Regions from separate parts of the Sus scrofa genome. Here all the other regions are linked to region 2. The links are chromatin contacts, called in public Hi-C maps. All regions are on one chromosome and are shown on one strand. The core of a region is the stretch at or near the end of the contact, and the rest is flanking DNA. Distances in the headings are between cores, read along the strand shown.

Region 1 (3,100 bases), core at 404-2,903, 500 kb before region 2:
GAGTTTGTGAAAGACTACATTAGTATCTCTTTTTGCTAACCAAAATAAACCTGAAGAACACTGTTGGAGTTCCCGTTGTGCTGCACTGGAATCGAATCCGACTAGTATCCATGAAGATTCGGGTTTGATCCCTGGCCTCGCTCAGTGGGTCAGGATCCAGTCAAAAGCGGTGAGCTGTCGTCACAGACGAGGCTTGGATCCTTATGGGGACGGACTGAGATACGGGAATGTTTATTTTATTTTGCTTTTTAGGGCTGCATCCGTGGTATATGGAAGTTCCCAGGCTAGGGGTTGAATCAGAGCTTTGTCTTCGACCTCCACCACAGCTCATGGCAACACCGGATTCCTGACCCACTGAGCAAGGTCAGGGATCTAACCCAAATCTTCATGGATACTAGTCAGATTCCTTTCCGCTGCGCCACATCAGGAACTCCTGAGATCTGGGAATGTAAAGCACAGCTGCCTTCTTTAACCTGATTCCTGTCGCTCTCTAGCTCCCACAAGGGCCAAACCATTACTTACTTCCAAGCCCCACCATGCCTTTGCTCAAGGCCTTCCCACTTCTTCCTTCTTAATGCTGAAGACAAATTCCCTGGGAGAAAACTAACTCTGATTTTCTAGTTTAATGTCTCGTCTCTCTGCTGGGTCCCCACAGCACTTAACACAGTGTTAACTGCAGATTTACTCATGTCTTGTCTACAAAACCGTCACCTCCTGAAGGGCAGGGACCAGGTTTCATTCACCTGGCAATCCTGTCTGGTGCTACATAAATATTTGAGATTAAATATTTTACGCTAATGTCTGGCATATAGAACACTCTGAACAAACAAGAGCTCCCTTCAGGTTTTCTCAAGAAGAGACAAAGGTAGAAAGAGTCACAGTTCACGTGTGCATATTCTATAAACAAACGCAATCATTTCCTTGTCCTTGAACTCCAGAGAATGGACCTGGCCATCCATCAGGAAAGTACTTACTGAAGCCAAATTGGGAGCTTAAGAAAAGAACAAAGCCATAAATCGCTCTTTCTGGCAATGGCGACGGTGAATTTTCCACCATTTTCCCTGTGGCTTTTGGAAATCTGTGGGGAAAAAAACACAATCATCTGTCAGTGATTCACTCCTCTTCACCATTGGTCTATTATAACCTCATCGCTTTGCTACGGGCGCAGCCTCTGCAGTTTACTTCCCAGCCTAAACCACTGCAAACAACCACCCTGCGCACACACACCTCCAACACAAGACTGCCCGCACAGTGGTGTACACGAGCACCCATACCTCGCCTGCACGCGCAACCAGCCCCCAAACCGCACGTGCACGCGCACACAAGCACACGCATCAGAGCGCGCATAGCCTGCAGTGGAGGATCGGGGAAGCGGGGGAGCAGGGGAGGGACTGATTCCGCTCCAGCTCTGCAGGCTTCGCCTTGGTGCGAAAAGGGAAGGGAAAGGCAGGGCAGGATAGGAGGCGTGCCCCGCCTCTCCAGGCCGGGGCTTCGGGTGCCCAGGAACGTGCCCTGCCCTCTCGCGGGGTTATGGTTCTCATTTCAACCTGGGGATGAGAGGCGCGGGTGGCCCTAGACCTTGGGCCCACGCAGCCACTCCCAGCAGTTCCGCCACCTCCGCACTGAGTCCGTTGCGCAGGCGCTGACCAGGGAGCCTCAGGGTGCGAGAGCACAGAAAACCCGAGAAAGGCCGAGTCACCACGGCAACCCCCGCCCGCGCGCAGGCGCACCGCGACCCTCGTTGGGCAGAAGCGCGCGGGCGCGGGGGCCGGCGGGATCGCTCGGCTCGTCGCCGCGGAGGTGGGGGCCGGGCGGTGCGACGGCGCATGTGCGTTGCAGCCCACGTGACGCGTCTGCCGCCTGCACAGCCGCCCGCTCCCCGCCGCCAGCTGGCTGACGTGGAGGGCCCGAGGCGGCGGCGGCGGCGGCCGGCGTCCGAGGCTCGCGGGCTGCCGGCCCCGGTGAGTGCACACCTGGCGCGCGGCAGGGCTCCCGGATGTGTCACCTTGTCGCGCTGCAGCGGAGATGCCCGGGGAGAGGGGCCCTCCACACCCCCTCCGTGGGTGTGTGGTGAGTGTGGGTGTGTGCGCGTCGCCTCGCGTCGTTGGCTCTGGTGCCCGCAGTGTGCGTGGGTTGAGTGCCGGTGCGTTGGGGGTGTGTGTGTGGCAGCCTTTGTAGGTCCTAGCGGGTGTGTCCCCTTTGTCTCGTGTCCCTTTTCTGCAAATGTGGTCACCTCTGGGGGTGTGCGGGGGTGGGAGTAGCCCCTTTGTGTGCGCACTCCCGGCCGCTTGCACACCCTCGGTCCGCTCTGTGCGGGGGCGTGCACCGGCCCGAGCGCGTGGGCACGCGCCCGTGGGTCCCCTCTCGGCCGCTTTGTGTCTGCGCAGGTTTTTCTCGTCGACAGCGTGGGCGCCCCCGGGAGTGTGGGTGGCCCCCCCCTTTTGTGTCACTGCCCCTCTCCGGGGGGGTGCGCGCCCCACGCGCGCGTGGCCGTGCCTCCTGCAGTCGTGACCCCAGCTGCAGCATCGTCCGCTGGGGGATGCGTCCTCGTGTGTCCCCGCGCGCCTGTTGCCCCTGGACCTGTCAAGTGCGTGATCTGTTTTCGGGTGTTCGTTCGCGAGTGTTCGTGAACGTTCTTGCACGCCCTGTCCTCTGTGTTTTGTGTTCTTTCTATCTGCGCCACCTGTTTTCGTGAGAATGGCTGCCGAGTCCGTGGAGGGGAATTGGGGGGGGAGAAAACCCAACCCTCTCTCCTCCCCTCGCCTTTTCGGAGCATCCTACCTCCCCCCAACGCTAATAAGGAGGGGGGACCGCAGCGGGTCTGGCCAGCTGTTCCAGAGTGTTTAAGATGTCAAGTAGGGCCAGTCAAGCCAGCCTTTTGGGGACGGAATAAGGAGGCCGAGGGCCAAAAATGGAGCCAAGGCGTAGGTGAATATTGGCAGGTGCCAGTGTGACGTACCTTGATTCAGAGGAGCCCTGGACGCTCAAAGCCCTTCAATTGCAGACTCCTTCCAAAACATATGTACACGACAACTGGGCAAATACATTCTAGCCGATCCTGGGCTTTCTTGATAATACTTAACGGTTCATGTAGTGTTTA
Region 2 (3,052 bases), core at 242-2,741:
TTGAGACATATTAGGTGAGTTGGAGAAACCAGGTCATATAACTTCCTGAGTGATTTGTGCCAAGTGGGAAGACCCCGCTTAGACTCTTCCAAGTCCCTGGAAGTGGGGTGCAGGGTAGGCTTCCCCCTTGCTCGTGTCCTCTCTTCCTGCTCCCTAGGGACCCAGCACTTTAATTTGTCCCCTCTTCTATGAGAAAATTAGGGATTTAGGGCATTTCATCTACTAAGGAATCTAAAAAGGATGGGTCTTAGTCCTAGAGAATTGCTCATGGTGGAATTTCAGGAATTTCCAAGGAGAGTGTGTTTTAACCACAGTGGCCTCTGACTGACCAGGAGGTTGCTGAAGTAGACTGGTTTGGCCCTGTCAAGATATCATGTTGCACAGGAGACAAACCTTCACTTGACACGAATGAACTTAAGTTTTAATATCCTCTTAGGCGCCCTCAGAGAAGTGTATCTGAGGGAGGCCATTTTCCACTCCTGCCCAGCCCTATGGTTAAGAAGTAGCCCTTCGTGGCTAGAACATTCTCATTACAGCTGAAATCCATGGTCCTACACCTCCTTCCTCCAGGCCCGTGTGAGCAAGGCCCGGGGCTGGAAGGCTGGGTTCAGGCGCAGCACCAAGGCTGGAGGCATGCGAGGGGCTCTGATGGGGACTGGCTGACAGGCTGTCCTCTCCTGGGGATCCGAGGTTGGATTTGGCAGGTGGCACATCTGGAACAGGGAACCAGGTGCATAGCGCCACTGGGCCGAGCCTTTTCCCTCTGACCTCAGGGTCCAAGTCAGGCCTGCAGCTGGTCACGCACAAGCATCCGTGCTCTGATGGGAGATGGCACGTGGCTGAGATGCAGAGCCGGGCTTCGTGCACCCTTGAGCAAGTTCCTCGAACCCGTCTGATCCTGTTTCCTCATCTCGAAAATAGAGACGACGAAGCCCGCACTGCAGCGTAGTTACAGGACAGGGCTGGGGGGGATGCTGGCGCCTCTGTGGGATGCGCAGGCGCGAGGTGCTCTCACCACATCTTCTCAGAGGAGGTCAACCTCGCATTTCCTCCTGGAACACCCTCCCATGCCTCCAGTTTCTCAGTGGACAGAATGCAGAGCGGTGACAAAGATGTTTTAAAGCCGGAAAATCACGGAAGCCGAGGCTCCCACCGATGCCTGTTAACCCAGTCGCCTCTTCGATCCCTGGAAGTGCCGGTCGAGGGTCCGAGGGCCCCGGGGTCGGATGGAGGCGACAAGATGACACCTGGGAGACGTGCAGCCGTCCCCGACCCTCTCGCCCTCGCCCTCGCCCTGGCCAGACCTCCTGCACTGGGTGGCAGAGCCACGGCAAAACCCAGCCGCAAGCGGCGTCTGGCGGAGGAAACGGCCGGCTGTGTGGGCTGCTCTCGCGAGAGGATCCTCGGGAGGGGGTGCCAGCGGCCTTTCGCCACGTTGGGCGGAACTGCCAGGCGGAATGCGGAAGTGCCGGGCTCGCCGGCGATCACGTGACCGTGAGCCCGCGGCGCCCATTGACCCGACGCCCCGGGCCACGCCCGGAGGGCCGGGTCCTTCGCTCCCGGAGGCGGTGCTGCCGCTGGCTGAGTGGCGTCCTCAGGCGCCCTCGGGTGGGGCGGTCTTGGCGTCGTGAGGTCGGGGTCAATTCGGGATCTGTGTTGCTGCATCTCGGTTGGCCGCGTACCTGAGCTGCGGTGAACTTGGCGTCCTGCGGGGCAGCTCTCCGACACAGGGCTTTCTAGAGCGTGCCCCGGGGCTCCAGGGTTGGGCTAGGAAAGAGCCCCTGCACGCGGGGCTCTCACCGTCCTGAAGGCTCCCTCCCAGGAAAATTCTTGCAGAGGCCATCTTCCCTCCCTGCACTATCCGAGCCCGGTCCCAACTTACTTTTTTCATCGTGCTTCCCTCAGGACACCCACCTCCTCTCCTGCCGGCCGCCAGGTTCCCCAAGGTGGATCTGCAGTGAGACCTCTACCGTGACTCGCGGTTGCAGGCGTTATTTCTCTCCTTCCTGACAGAAGGTGGCAGGCTGCTGCTGGCCCTCATTCAGGTGTCTGGAGAGTCACAGATGTGACTTCTGAGTGAATTTACTGCAGAGCGAGCTGAGGATTCCCACGAACTCTGCGTGAATGACCAGCGAGTCCACCTCTTCCACCTCCTCTACCGGCTTGGCAGCGCCAAGTACAGTGTGAGCACCGACTCAGCAGACCTGTGGAAAATAGAGAACTCTGCCCAGTGGAACTCACTCTGGAAGGGGAGAGAGAACTGGCCCTTGGACAATTCCAGTGCAATATGCCACAGCTTCCACTGTCAAGTGGCCCCGGTTAAGCATTTGTTTGTCAAATGCAATGACCCTGTGAGTTAGATATCACCTTCATTTCAGCCAGGAGGACTCTGAGGCTCAAGAGGTGGGACTTAGGAGGTTGTGTATGCATTTTTGTGTGCATTTTTGTGTTCTCCACGTGCCCGGCACACTGCCCACTGCACAGCTGCTGATCATTTAGGCAGTGATGATTACCAGTTCATGAACCAGGCTGTGAGAATCAGTCTCCCGGCCAAGGCCACCAGCCACTGGGTATTGTCCCCACCGGAAAAGTGTCTTGGCTCTGCTCTGGTCTCTACTTGTTTACAAGGAGTAGAATTGGGTTAGACCTTGTGAAACCCATGCATCAACTTCTCAGTCATCACCTGTTTTCATTTTAAATGACTGAAGTCCTTTGCCATTCCCTTCACTTTCTAATCAACCCTAGTGTTTCCTCAAAACCAATTGGGGTTCTCAAGCCCTCTGGGACCTCTGTTTTCACTGGCTTTTTTTTATGAAGCAATAGAAATTTAACTTCAGAACTTCTGGTTGAAATCTAAGGATAACACCGTGGATATTTTATTCTATAGATCGCCAGGTCCTCAACGTTGACAGAAAAGCAAAGAGGAACAGGAGGGCAGACTGTGTTTCCCAGTGGACTGTGGGAGGGCCCCTGACCCAGAAGACAAGGTCCAGGTGGCTTCCTCGGTGTCAGGTGGAAAAGGTGAGAGCTTCAGGGTCAGAAGGGAGCTCCA
Region 3 (3,024 bases), core at 247-2,746, 410 kb before region 2:
AGAACTTTGTGTTATCTGCTGCTATTTGTGCAAATAGCTGTACAGTTTTAGCCAATTATAAAATATAATGAGCCCTTAAATTTTTTTAATGAACAGTACTGAAAATTATGGAAGAGAAATTATAAGTCATCTGCAGCCCCATCACTCATGTTAATATTTCGATGTGCAACCTTCCAGGCTTTAACATTTGCTTTTAAATAAGCGATGCTGGAGTTCCCATCATGGCTCAGTGGGTTAAGAACTTGACTATGCATGAGGGTGCAGGTTTGCTACCTGGCATCACTCATTGGGTTAAAGGATCTGGCATTGCTAGCTGCAGTGTAGGTCGCAGACGCTGCTTGGATCTGGCGTTGCTGTGGCTGTAGTGAAGGTCCACAGCTGAAGCTCCAATTTGTCCCCTAGCCTGGGAACCTCCATGTGCCACAGATGTGCGCCCCCCCTGCCCCCGAAGAAAAGTGATGCTTTTTAAAAGATGGGATCTTACCATATATGTTGTATTTCAGATTATCAGTCCTAATATATTAGACTTTTTCTATGTCAGTAAATATAGACTTTTTTACCATCTTTTTTTTTTTTTTTTTGTCTTTTTGCTATTTCTTGGGCCGCTCCCACGGCATATGGAGGTTCCCAGGATAGGGGTTGAATCGGAGCTGTAGCCACCGGCCTACGCCAGAGCCACAGCAACGCAGGATCCGAGCCGTGTCTGCAACCTACACCACAGCTCACGGCAACGCCGGATCGATAACCCACTGAGCAAGGGCAGGGACCGAACCCGCAACCTCATGGTTCCTAGTCAGATTCGTTAACCACTGTGCCACGACGGGAACTCCTTACCATCATTTTTTATGCCTACTTGGTATTCCATTACATGAATGCATGGTAATTTTTTTGACCAGTTTCTTATTGTCGAACCTTGGGGTCGTGTCAGCTTTTCATGCTTACAGGGCCGTGGTGAACATTTTTCCTAAATATGAATATTTACCAAGTAGAACGAGTAGCGTTGAATTCTTATTTGGTACCTAGCTTTTAATCAGTTATGCTCTGTTGTTTGAGCCTCGGTGGTTTTGCCCCGTAAATAAGTATTTTCTTTAGTGTTGGGAAAACGCACACATGCTTTCTTAAATTCAAGACTGATGTTAGTATGGTCGATAGCTTCTCAACCAGTGAGGCAGTTGTTCCAAGAGCAGCTTCTTTCTTCTGGGACTTTGGGAGGTGGCCTGACCTCTCTAAACCTTGGTTTTCTGGTCTATAAAAACTGAAAATAACATATTTCTTGTAGAATTATGGTGAAGTTTAAGTATAATAACATAGAGATGGCATATACCTTGCCACCTGTCTCTGTTGGTGATTTGGGGGCATATGAGTTAATTCATAATACCAAGTTACTTTGAGATCTTTTAGCTGAATTGAGAATGAAAACAGAAATAACTAAGGTCTGAAACCATGAAGGCTTACTCATGGGTCATAGTAAGGTTCATGATTTTTCAATTATGTAAACATAGACAGTATGACTATTGCTGAACTTTGAGTCTGGACAGACAAACAAACTAGTGCTCTCCCCAGCAAACTGGCATGTGTGGTCATCTTAGCCATAGTTCACAGTTCTCTAACTGGTAATTCACAGAATCCCAAAGGCTTGATTCCCTGCCTTTTTTACACTTGGAAGAAGCTGAGATGCTGGGAAAGGGGCAGGAGGCAGGGAAGGTGGACGACGCTGGGGTAGATTTTTGAAGACTGGCTGCCAAGGTCCCTGCGTGTCTAGGCAGCGCAGTCACCTGCAGTTGGGAGGAGTTGCCAGCATCACACAGGTGCTTCTTTCAGACACAGATGTGTGATTGCTGAAAGCTTTAGTGGTGTGAAAGGCTTAAAAAAAAATAGGTGAATAAATGGTGCTTATTGTCCGCCAGCGTTTCACATTACAGTATGACTTCTGTTTGCTTTTGTTGTAGCTATCTAGGCAGACAGGTACATAACTGAGAATAATCCATTGATAATATTTTAACTTGTCTTTTTGCAATAATCAGCAGCTATCAGTTGAAAACTTTCTAAAAGTAGGGCCACAGTTGATGTGTACTGTTCATATCTAAAATATGCATGATATTTATAGTTTTTAAACTTAATAAGTAGTGATGTCAGTCGTGGAGGATGACATTCACATCCAACTGTTAATTTAATACCGAGCCTTCTAAAACAAATATTCAGAGCTAGTACACACGGAAAAGTTTCCTTGTGAATTCCAGTGATACGAATAATTTTTTTTTTAAAGAGCTGGCTTTGCCGAACAGTTTGTTTTTAATTCCTGAATTATTGTGATATTTCCCTTATAAATTTTCATCTGCCTTATATTCTCCTCTATTTTGAGACGGTTCAGAACAAGATCAGAAATAGGCTTTTTAAACTACTTTTAATAGAGAATTTTGTTTTGTACTTTCAGGGAGATATTTCACAGATTGAAAAGGAGTACCAGGTTTTACAAGAGCAGCTTAAGGAAGCCTGTGAAAACTACGAGCAGAGGAATATCGAGGGCTCAGAAGAGACCAAGGACTTGGAAGAAAAGTTGAAAAGGAACATAGAAGAAAATAAGGTATTCCTGTCTGAAAGCTCATGCAGTGCAACCCACATTGTGCTTGTGCAGCCTCAGCTGAGCTGCAGTGTTGGCCAAAGGATTCTTTCTCAGCGTTGTCGCTTTCATATTTCTCTGTGACATATTAAAGTGACAGTGTTTTTTGCATTGTTTTAGAACCTTTTAAGTTGCTATGTAAGAAAAAGGCTGGGAATTTGAATTTTCATTTATCTGTAATTCAGTTTGCGTGATTAACTAAAACTAATTTCTGGTGACTAAGTTCCAAGTTAGATTCTTGTTTTTAGTGAAAGAGGCAGTATAGCATTAGTGGTTCAGAGTATGATGCTTGGAGTCAGGCTGACTGGCTTCAGATCCAGACTTGGTTCTGCCCTAATTCTGTTCTTGGGCAACTTATTGACCATTTCTGTGCTTTGGTTCCTTATCTGGAGAGTTTGGATAAT
Region 4 (3,174 bases), core at 444-2,943, 270 kb before region 2:
GTGACTGATACTCCTAAGGCTGAGATTCCCCAAGTTAGAGGAAGAGGAACTTTGCATCCTCATTTGGCAAATAACAGAGGCCTGAGGAGGTTAGGGAGCCAGTGGCGCAAAACTTGTTAATTGCATAATTAAGATTTTTTGACTCGTATTTTAAAACGATATTCCTTCTTAAAACAACAAAACCAGAGACATGAATAACTTTTACACGGTTTTTAGAGCTGACCAAGGCCTGCGTATTTCTGCTTCCAATTAATTCTGCCTGTTATGAGACTTTTGCATTCCCCTTAGAAGTGAGGAACGGGGCGTTTGGTCTCCGAGCTCCTCCGCCCTCAGTGGTCACTTAACAGCTCTAGCCCGCGGGCCCAAAGCCGAGCTGCACGGTCAAGGGGCCGCAAGCTTAGCGTTGGAGACCTAGCGCCAGCACCTCGGCCCTGCGCGGCTCCCAGCCGCGGAAGCAATTCCGGCGTGGACCGCTCGAACGGCAACCAACCGCACTAGCGAGACCGACCTGGCGGGAATGCAGCTGGCCGGGACGCACCTGGCCGGGATGCACCTGGAGGCGCGCCTCGCCCGGCCCAGGAAAGCCCAGAAATGCGCCGGACCTCGGAGACAACAGAACCTGCAGGCCCGTCCACCCCACTTACCCCGGCGTGATACACCTTGTTTGCTCTTTTAATCTTAATGTCCAGAGTGGTCCCCATCTCGAATAATCCGCTTCGGGCGCCACTTCCTGCTGCGCGTGACCAGAGGATAGAGAGCCGACACGCCCTTCCACCCGGAGCCCCGCCCCTTTCTCCTGTCCGCCGGCAGTTGCGTCACGTGACCTCGCGCCGGACGTAGCGTCGCCTCCCCGGCCTTCCTCCTTCCGGTGCAGGGGCGGGCCTTAGCGCAGGCCGAGGGGTTGTCACTTCTCGCCCCGCCCTCGCTGGGCGTGAGGGCGGGACCGAACTAACCCCTCCTTTTCCGTAAGACAGTCGTAACACCGGAAATACCCTGCTCCTCGCCCGTTTCCTAGAGGGAGGGGGAAACCCGGCTCTCCCGGCGTGCCCCGCGGCGGGGGGCGGTGCCGAGGAGGTGTCGCCGGGGCAGCCTGTTCTGTGGCTGAAGCTCCCGTCAGGCTGTGCGGCGCGAGGAGTCGCTGCGCTATTGAGTTGGCTTTAGGGCGGTGATAACTGAGAGTGCCTTCCCTTCCGATCGCCTTTTTCTCGTTGACTTTCGACTTCCCCGCTTTCTTCCGGGGGCACTGAGGGCGAAGGCCTCATGTCCGTTCCGGGCCGGGTGGTCCTCCCTGCCCTTTCCGCGGCCCCGCACTCCCAGCCGGCAAAGAAGCGAGGAACGGCTCTCCCGTCCCCACCACCGGGCCCGGGGCCAAGGTCTTGGGGAGCGCGAGTGACCTCGACCGCCCCGCGGGAGCCGCGGGGGCTTGTGGGTACTCCCCCGGCGCGCGCCCTGGAACGGGGTGTTGAATATTCATATTCGTGCGCAGATTGTGGGGAAGCGCCGCTGGCAGGCCCTGGGTCCCGGCAGTGCCTGGAAATGAAAACGTCAGACCTGAGACGCACGTCGTCGTCTTTTTATTCCCAGCAAGAGTGGCTAGATAAACACAAGAAATACATTGCTTTCTGGAAAGATTGCCTCCAGGCAGGGCAGCAGTACGGTGCTAAGCAACACACTACGTTTATTGAAATAAAATCCTTTGTCGGTGTTTTAAACAAGGACTTTTCCAGTAAGAAGTAAATTTTTAATTGTTTTGATAACTAAATATAGTGAAGTGCTTTTTGTTTTTTAAAAATTCTTTGATTCTGGTATTTATTTTTTTTCGACTTTTACCTTTTAAGATTTTTGTCTTTTATAGTTGACGATATTTGTTTTTAAAGTGCTTTACTTGTAGGGTTACAAGAGAATTTTTCCACAATTTCCTGAGTTAGTATCACGAGTGCCTGTCTCTTGAGAATTTATTTTACAGGACAACAGTGATAGTGCTATAGCTACAGTAGCTTTTGAAGGTTGATACATGGATATTTCCCAATAATCAGGTCTCAGTTTTCAGCTCCTCTCTGGCCTCAGGGCTTCCCTCTCAGTCTGGGATAGCTTCCTGGCAACTCAAACGCAGCAATGCTAAAACAATTCATTAGGGACTTAATAATCACAGCCTGCTCTGCAATTCCAGAAGTGGATCCCTCGCCATCAAACCCATCATTTCTTAAAAACAAACAAACAAACAAACCAAAAACGGTGAAATACCAATCTTGGTAGACAATGCAGGAAACAGGAAAAGAAACACCTTACAAGAATCCACATTCTAAGCTTGATTGCTTCAACAAACCTGCTTTATACTTATTTTGCAACAGAACGTTTCTTGTTCTTCCAGGACAAGTGTGCTGTATTTCACTCATTTGTGTAGGTTGCACACAATCTATATGGAATGCTGGTGCACTGCAAAGAGCTTTATTTCCAAGCTATTATCGCTGTAATCAGTTTGTTGAGCCGTCTCTATGGGATGGATTCCAAATGGAAGAACAGTCCATTTTTCTCCAGCACTTCCCTTTTGAATCTTTTCTAGCCCTTACCACACCTTAGGTGATACTGGGACATTCTGGTCAATTTCATTACTAAAAATCAAACTCTGTCAAAGTGTCAGTCTCCTGGCTTGAGTGGGACCCTAGATCCTTAGTGATGGTGCAAAGGTGCAATTCATGGTTCTGGCTCTCACACTGTGTTCTCCACAAGGCCCGCTACCTCCTTCTGTTCCTTCCCCTGCCTTCTTCTAGAGATTGAGAAGGAGAGGATTGAGAAGGTATTTCACGGAAGCAGGGCTAGATCAGCTTTTAGTGTCCAGCTGCAACTGTAGGCATCTTTTGATAGAAGATGGGGTCCCGTGTTGTTTTTCGCTGTGAGTTTCACGCCCTTTCTGGGACAGGAAGAGAGGCCCTACTAAGCATCTTTTAGAGGATGCTGTGATGCTCTGGCCAGACCCTCTTCCAGGACTAAAGGGCATGTTCCCTGAGCTGCTCAGTGTTATGGTCTCAACAGCTCTCAGCAAAGTCACCGTTCAAAACTTGTTCTAGGCTGAAGAAAACTGCCCAAAGTCATGGTCCTTTTGGATAGGATTGCCCATATCTAATGCCTAGTCAATTTAGGGTACAAAGGCCTCTTTCCCTCACCCCAGTTTGG
Region 5 (3,265 bases), core at 756-3,255, 370 kb before region 2:
AAGTGCTAACTCATGTGGTTTTATTTATTTTTATTTTTATTTATTTTTTTGGCCACCCTTGTGGCAAATGGAGGTTCCCAGGCCAGGAACTGAAGCCACACCATAGCAGTGACCCTGGCTGCTGCAGTGACAGTGCAGGGTCCTTAACCCACTATGCCACAGGGAACTCTGATTTGTATTTTTTTTAATGGCTAAGGATGTGCATCTGTACCACCAACCTGGCTTTTTGTTGCAGAGTGATTATCATAATAATGTTAGTTAACATATCCATCACCATGACAGCACACATGAGTTTGCATGTGTGTGTGTGTGTGTGTGTGTGTGTGTGTGTGTGTGTGTGTGTGTTGGGAACTTTAAATATCTAGCAGTGATCTCTTAAGGGGTCTTTTTAAATAGGTGAAATAGTCTTTTATTTCCACGTGTGTAGATTTCAAGTACTGTCTTATATGTAGGTACAGATTGCGTTCTGGAATTACTTTTCTTCTGCTTGGAGGATTTCCTTTAGCGTTTTTTGCAAATCAAGTCCCCTAGTGATGAAATCATTCAGCTTTCGAATGTCTGAAAAACGCTTCTTTATTTTACCTTTTTGTGAAATATGTTTTAATACATATAGAAGTCCGAGTTTATAACTTTTTATTTTCAGTGCTCTGAGTATATTTACTTCATTGTCTCACTCTGGTCCCAGTATGAAGTCTGATGTCATTCTTATCTTGGTTTCTCTGCATGTAATGTGCTTTTTTTTTTTCCTCTGGCTGCTTTTTAAGATGTTCTCTTTATCTCTGTTGCGATGCAATGGGTTAAAGATCTGGTGTTGTCCCTGCAGTGGCTTGGGTCGCTACTGTGGCACAGTTTGATTCCCTGGCCCAGGAACTTCCCTATGTCTTGGGTGTGACCCTGGCATTAGGCTCCTTGAAGTTGTCTTACAGCTCAATGATAGGATGTTCCCCCTTTTTTTTTTCAGTCTTTTTTTTTCCCCTCTGTGTTTTATTGTGGGTAGTAGCGGTATATCTTTAAGTTTCTTTTTTCTTTTTTTTTTTTTTTTTTGCTACAGAGTTTGATCTGTTCTTAATCCCACCAAAAGTATTTTTCATCTCAGACATAATTTTCAAGTCTAGAAGTTCCTTCTAGGTCTTGTTAGTAGTTCTGGGTCTCTACTTAATGTGTTTAACATTTGCTCTGCCTTCCTGAACATAGAAAATATGGTTATAGTAACTGTCTTAATGTTAATATGTAATGTCCTTGTCTGATTCTATCATCTATGCCCTTTTTTGGTCTGTTTCTCTTGATTGATTTTTCTCATCATTACGGATCATATTTCCCTGCTTCTTTGTGTGCCTGGTAATTTTTTATTAAATACTAGACAATACAACTTTTATCTTATTGTATGGCAGATATTTTTCTGTACCTATAAATATTTTAGAGCTTTGTTCTGCAATGTAGTTAAGTTACTTGGAAATAGTTTGATACTTTTTTTCTTTTCCTTTTTTTTTTTTTTTTTTTTTTTTGGCTTTTTAGGGCCACACCCACAACATATGGAGGTTCCCAGGCTAGGGGTCGAATCCGAGCTGTAGCTGCCGGCCTACACCACAGCCACAACAATGCCAGATTGGAGCCGTGTCTGCGACCTACACCACAGCTCATGACAATGCCGGATCCCTCACCCACTGGGCAAGGCCAGGGATCAAACCTGTGTCCTCATGGATGCTAGTCAGACTCGCTTCCTCTGAGCCATGACGGGAACTCTAGTTTGATACTTTTATTGTTAGTTTTAAACATAGTTGAGACTAGAGTAGATTTTAATCTGGGGCTAATTTTTTCTTCACGTCTGTAGCAGTACCGTCGGAGTCTTCTGTCTGATGCCTTGTAAATTACTGGAATTCGCTGGAACCATTCCTGGTTCTAAGTGAAGCACAGAGATTACCCCGTCATTCCCCGGGGGATTCTTTGCCCAGTCTGTTAGCGTCTTATTCGCGTGTGCTGAGCAGTACTCAGCTCAAGACGCAAGGGGGCGCGCCTGCGCATCCCCAGGCCGCTCTGTCTGACACCTTCCCTCTGGGTACTCTGTCTCCCCCTCTGGCTGCCTTGGCCCTTCTCACTCGCAGCTCCATTCAGGGAGACCACTGTCTCCACTGGGGTCTCCCCTGCTTGCGCGGTGGTCTGGGAACTCGGTCCCTGCAGTACGTTGGGACATTATTGTCTCGTCTCATTTTTCCCCTTTCTGAACGATTAGTCTGTGCTGCCTGATGCCAGTGTCTGCGTATCATTGTTTCGTCTATTTTTTCTGGTGTTTTAGTGTTTGAAGCAGGAGCTACCTCTCGTCCTTGTTGTTCCTGGAAGCAGTTGTCTTAGAAAGTGTTTCTTAAAACTTGGGGTAAAACATACATAACATAAAATTTACCATTTTAGGGAGTTCCCATTGTGGCTCAGTGGTTAACGAACCCAACTAGTATCCATGAGGATGTGGGTTTGATCCTTGTCCTCCCTCAGTGTTGCCATGAGCTGTGGTGTAGGGTCTGGTCAAGGATCTGGTGTTGCCATGAGCTGTGGTGTAGGTTGCAGATGTGGCTTGGATCCCTCTTCCTGTGGCTGTGGTGTAGGCTGGCAGCTACAGCTCCCATTTGAGCCCTAGCCTGGGAACCTCCATGTGTCATGGGTGCGGCCCTAAAAAGACCAAAAAACAAAAACAAAAAACAAAAAACTTTACCATTTTAACTAAGTGTACGGTTCAGCGACATTAAGTATGGCTGACCCTTGAACAACGGACACCACCCCCCTCCCCTCAGTGGAAAATCCACGTATAGCTTTACAGCTGGCCCTCCGTGTCTGGGGTTCCTACCCACTGTGGATCATGCAGTGCTGTAGTATTTATGGAAAAAGTCCACGTGGACCCCTGCAGTTCAAACCCACGTTGTTCAAGGGTCACCTGTACATTCTCCTTGTACCATCATCACCACCATCCACCTGCACAGCCTTTTCATCTTCTCAAACTGAAACTCTGTACCCGTTAAACACTAACTCCCTTGGATTACATACTGGATATCTTGGATACTCCACTGTTGAGAGGCTGTGTTTGGTCGTCATCCTTTAAATAATGTGTAGATAATGTGTAGCTTTATTCTGAAAGGCACTTAATTTGCTGAGCACTCTTACTCCTCCCAGGCTTGTTAATAGGCTTTGTGCATGTAGGGTTTTTTGTTTGATTTGTTGTTTTTGCATTTTAGGGCCACTTCTGTGGCATATGGAAGTTCCCAGGCTAGGGGTCTAA

What was found. A called contact is a pair of places that touch in the nucleus more often than the background predicts.
Region 1: a Hi-C map of liver shows a contact between it and region 2, with 3 times the contacts expected there. The contact joins the promoter of PIGP here to the enhancer-like site in region 2. A contact is called at or near these places in 4 of 47 Hi-C or Micro-C datasets (alveolar macrophages, heart right ventricle, liver and 1 more).
Region 3: a contact with region 2 is called in a Hi-C map of liver, with 7 times the contacts expected there. The contact joins two enhancer-like sites. A contact is called at or near these places in 1 of 47 Hi-C or Micro-C datasets (liver) and 1 of 2 datasets of contacts at active chromatin or transcription factors (skeletal muscle).
Region 4: a Hi-C map of liver shows a contact between it and region 2, with 4 times the contacts expected there. The contact joins the promoter of DSCR3 here to the enhancer-like site in region 2. A contact is called at or near these places in 1 of 5 promoter capture datasets (liver), 15 of 47 Hi-C or Micro-C datasets (alveolar macrophages, blood, brain and 9 more) and 2 of 2 datasets of contacts at active chromatin or transcription factors (alveolar macrophages and skeletal muscle).
Region 5: a Hi-C map of skeletal muscle shows a contact between it and region 2, with 4 times the contacts expected there. The contact joins two enhancer-like sites. A contact is called at or near these places in 14 of 47 Hi-C or Micro-C datasets (alveolar macrophages, embryonic fibroblasts, fetal heart ventricle and 8 more) and 1 of 2 datasets of contacts at active chromatin or transcription factors (skeletal muscle).

Annotation. Positions count from the first base shown.
Region 1 is chr13:200,693,777-200,696,876 of Sscrofa11.1, forward strand. PIGP (phosphatidylinositol glycan anchor biosynthesis class P) reads right to left here and starts at 1,654. Exons shown (of 5, transcript NM_001243522.1): 1 at 1,548-1,654; 2 at 975-1,078. The coding sequence starts at 1,056. It overlaps TTC3 (E3 ubiquitin-protein ligase TTC3), which reads left to right and starts at 1,848. Exons shown (of 47, transcript XM_021070969.1): 1 at 1,848-2,070.
Region 2 is chr13:201,197,585-201,200,636 of Sscrofa11.1, forward strand. No RefSeq gene overlaps it. Among named protein-coding and RNA genes, the nearest start is that of DYRK1A, 190 kb to the left of the region's middle. Within about 2 kb of position 1,492, at least 61 of the 83 cell types and tissues checked have an H3K27ac peak or open chromatin away from gene starts, as enhancers often do. A contact at or near this core is called in alveolar macrophages, brain, embryonic fibroblasts and 5 more, where this site is marked.
Region 3 is chr13:200,791,680-200,794,703 of Sscrofa11.1, forward strand. TTC3 (E3 ubiquitin-protein ligase TTC3) reads left to right here. Exons shown (of 47, transcript XM_021070969.1): 35 at 2,435-2,584. Among named protein-coding and RNA genes, the nearest start is that of TTC3, 98 kb to the left of the region's middle. Within about 2 kb of position 1,497, at least 5 of the 83 cell types and tissues checked have an H3K27ac peak or open chromatin away from gene starts, as enhancers often do. A contact at or near this core is called in liver, where this site is marked.
Region 4 is chr13:200,925,311-200,928,484 of Sscrofa11.1, forward strand. DSCR3 (Down syndrome critical region protein 3) reads right to left here and starts at 1,694. Exons shown (of 7, transcript XM_005670333.3): 1 at 645-1,694. The coding sequence starts at 701.
Region 5 is chr13:200,831,261-200,834,525 of Sscrofa11.1, forward strand. No RefSeq gene overlaps it. Among named protein-coding and RNA genes, the nearest start is that of DSCR3, 94 kb to the right of the region's middle. Within about 2 kb of position 2,006, at least 16 of the 83 cell types and tissues checked have an H3K27ac peak or open chromatin away from gene starts, as enhancers often do. A contact at or near this core is called in skeletal muscle and subcutaneous adipose tissue, where this site is marked.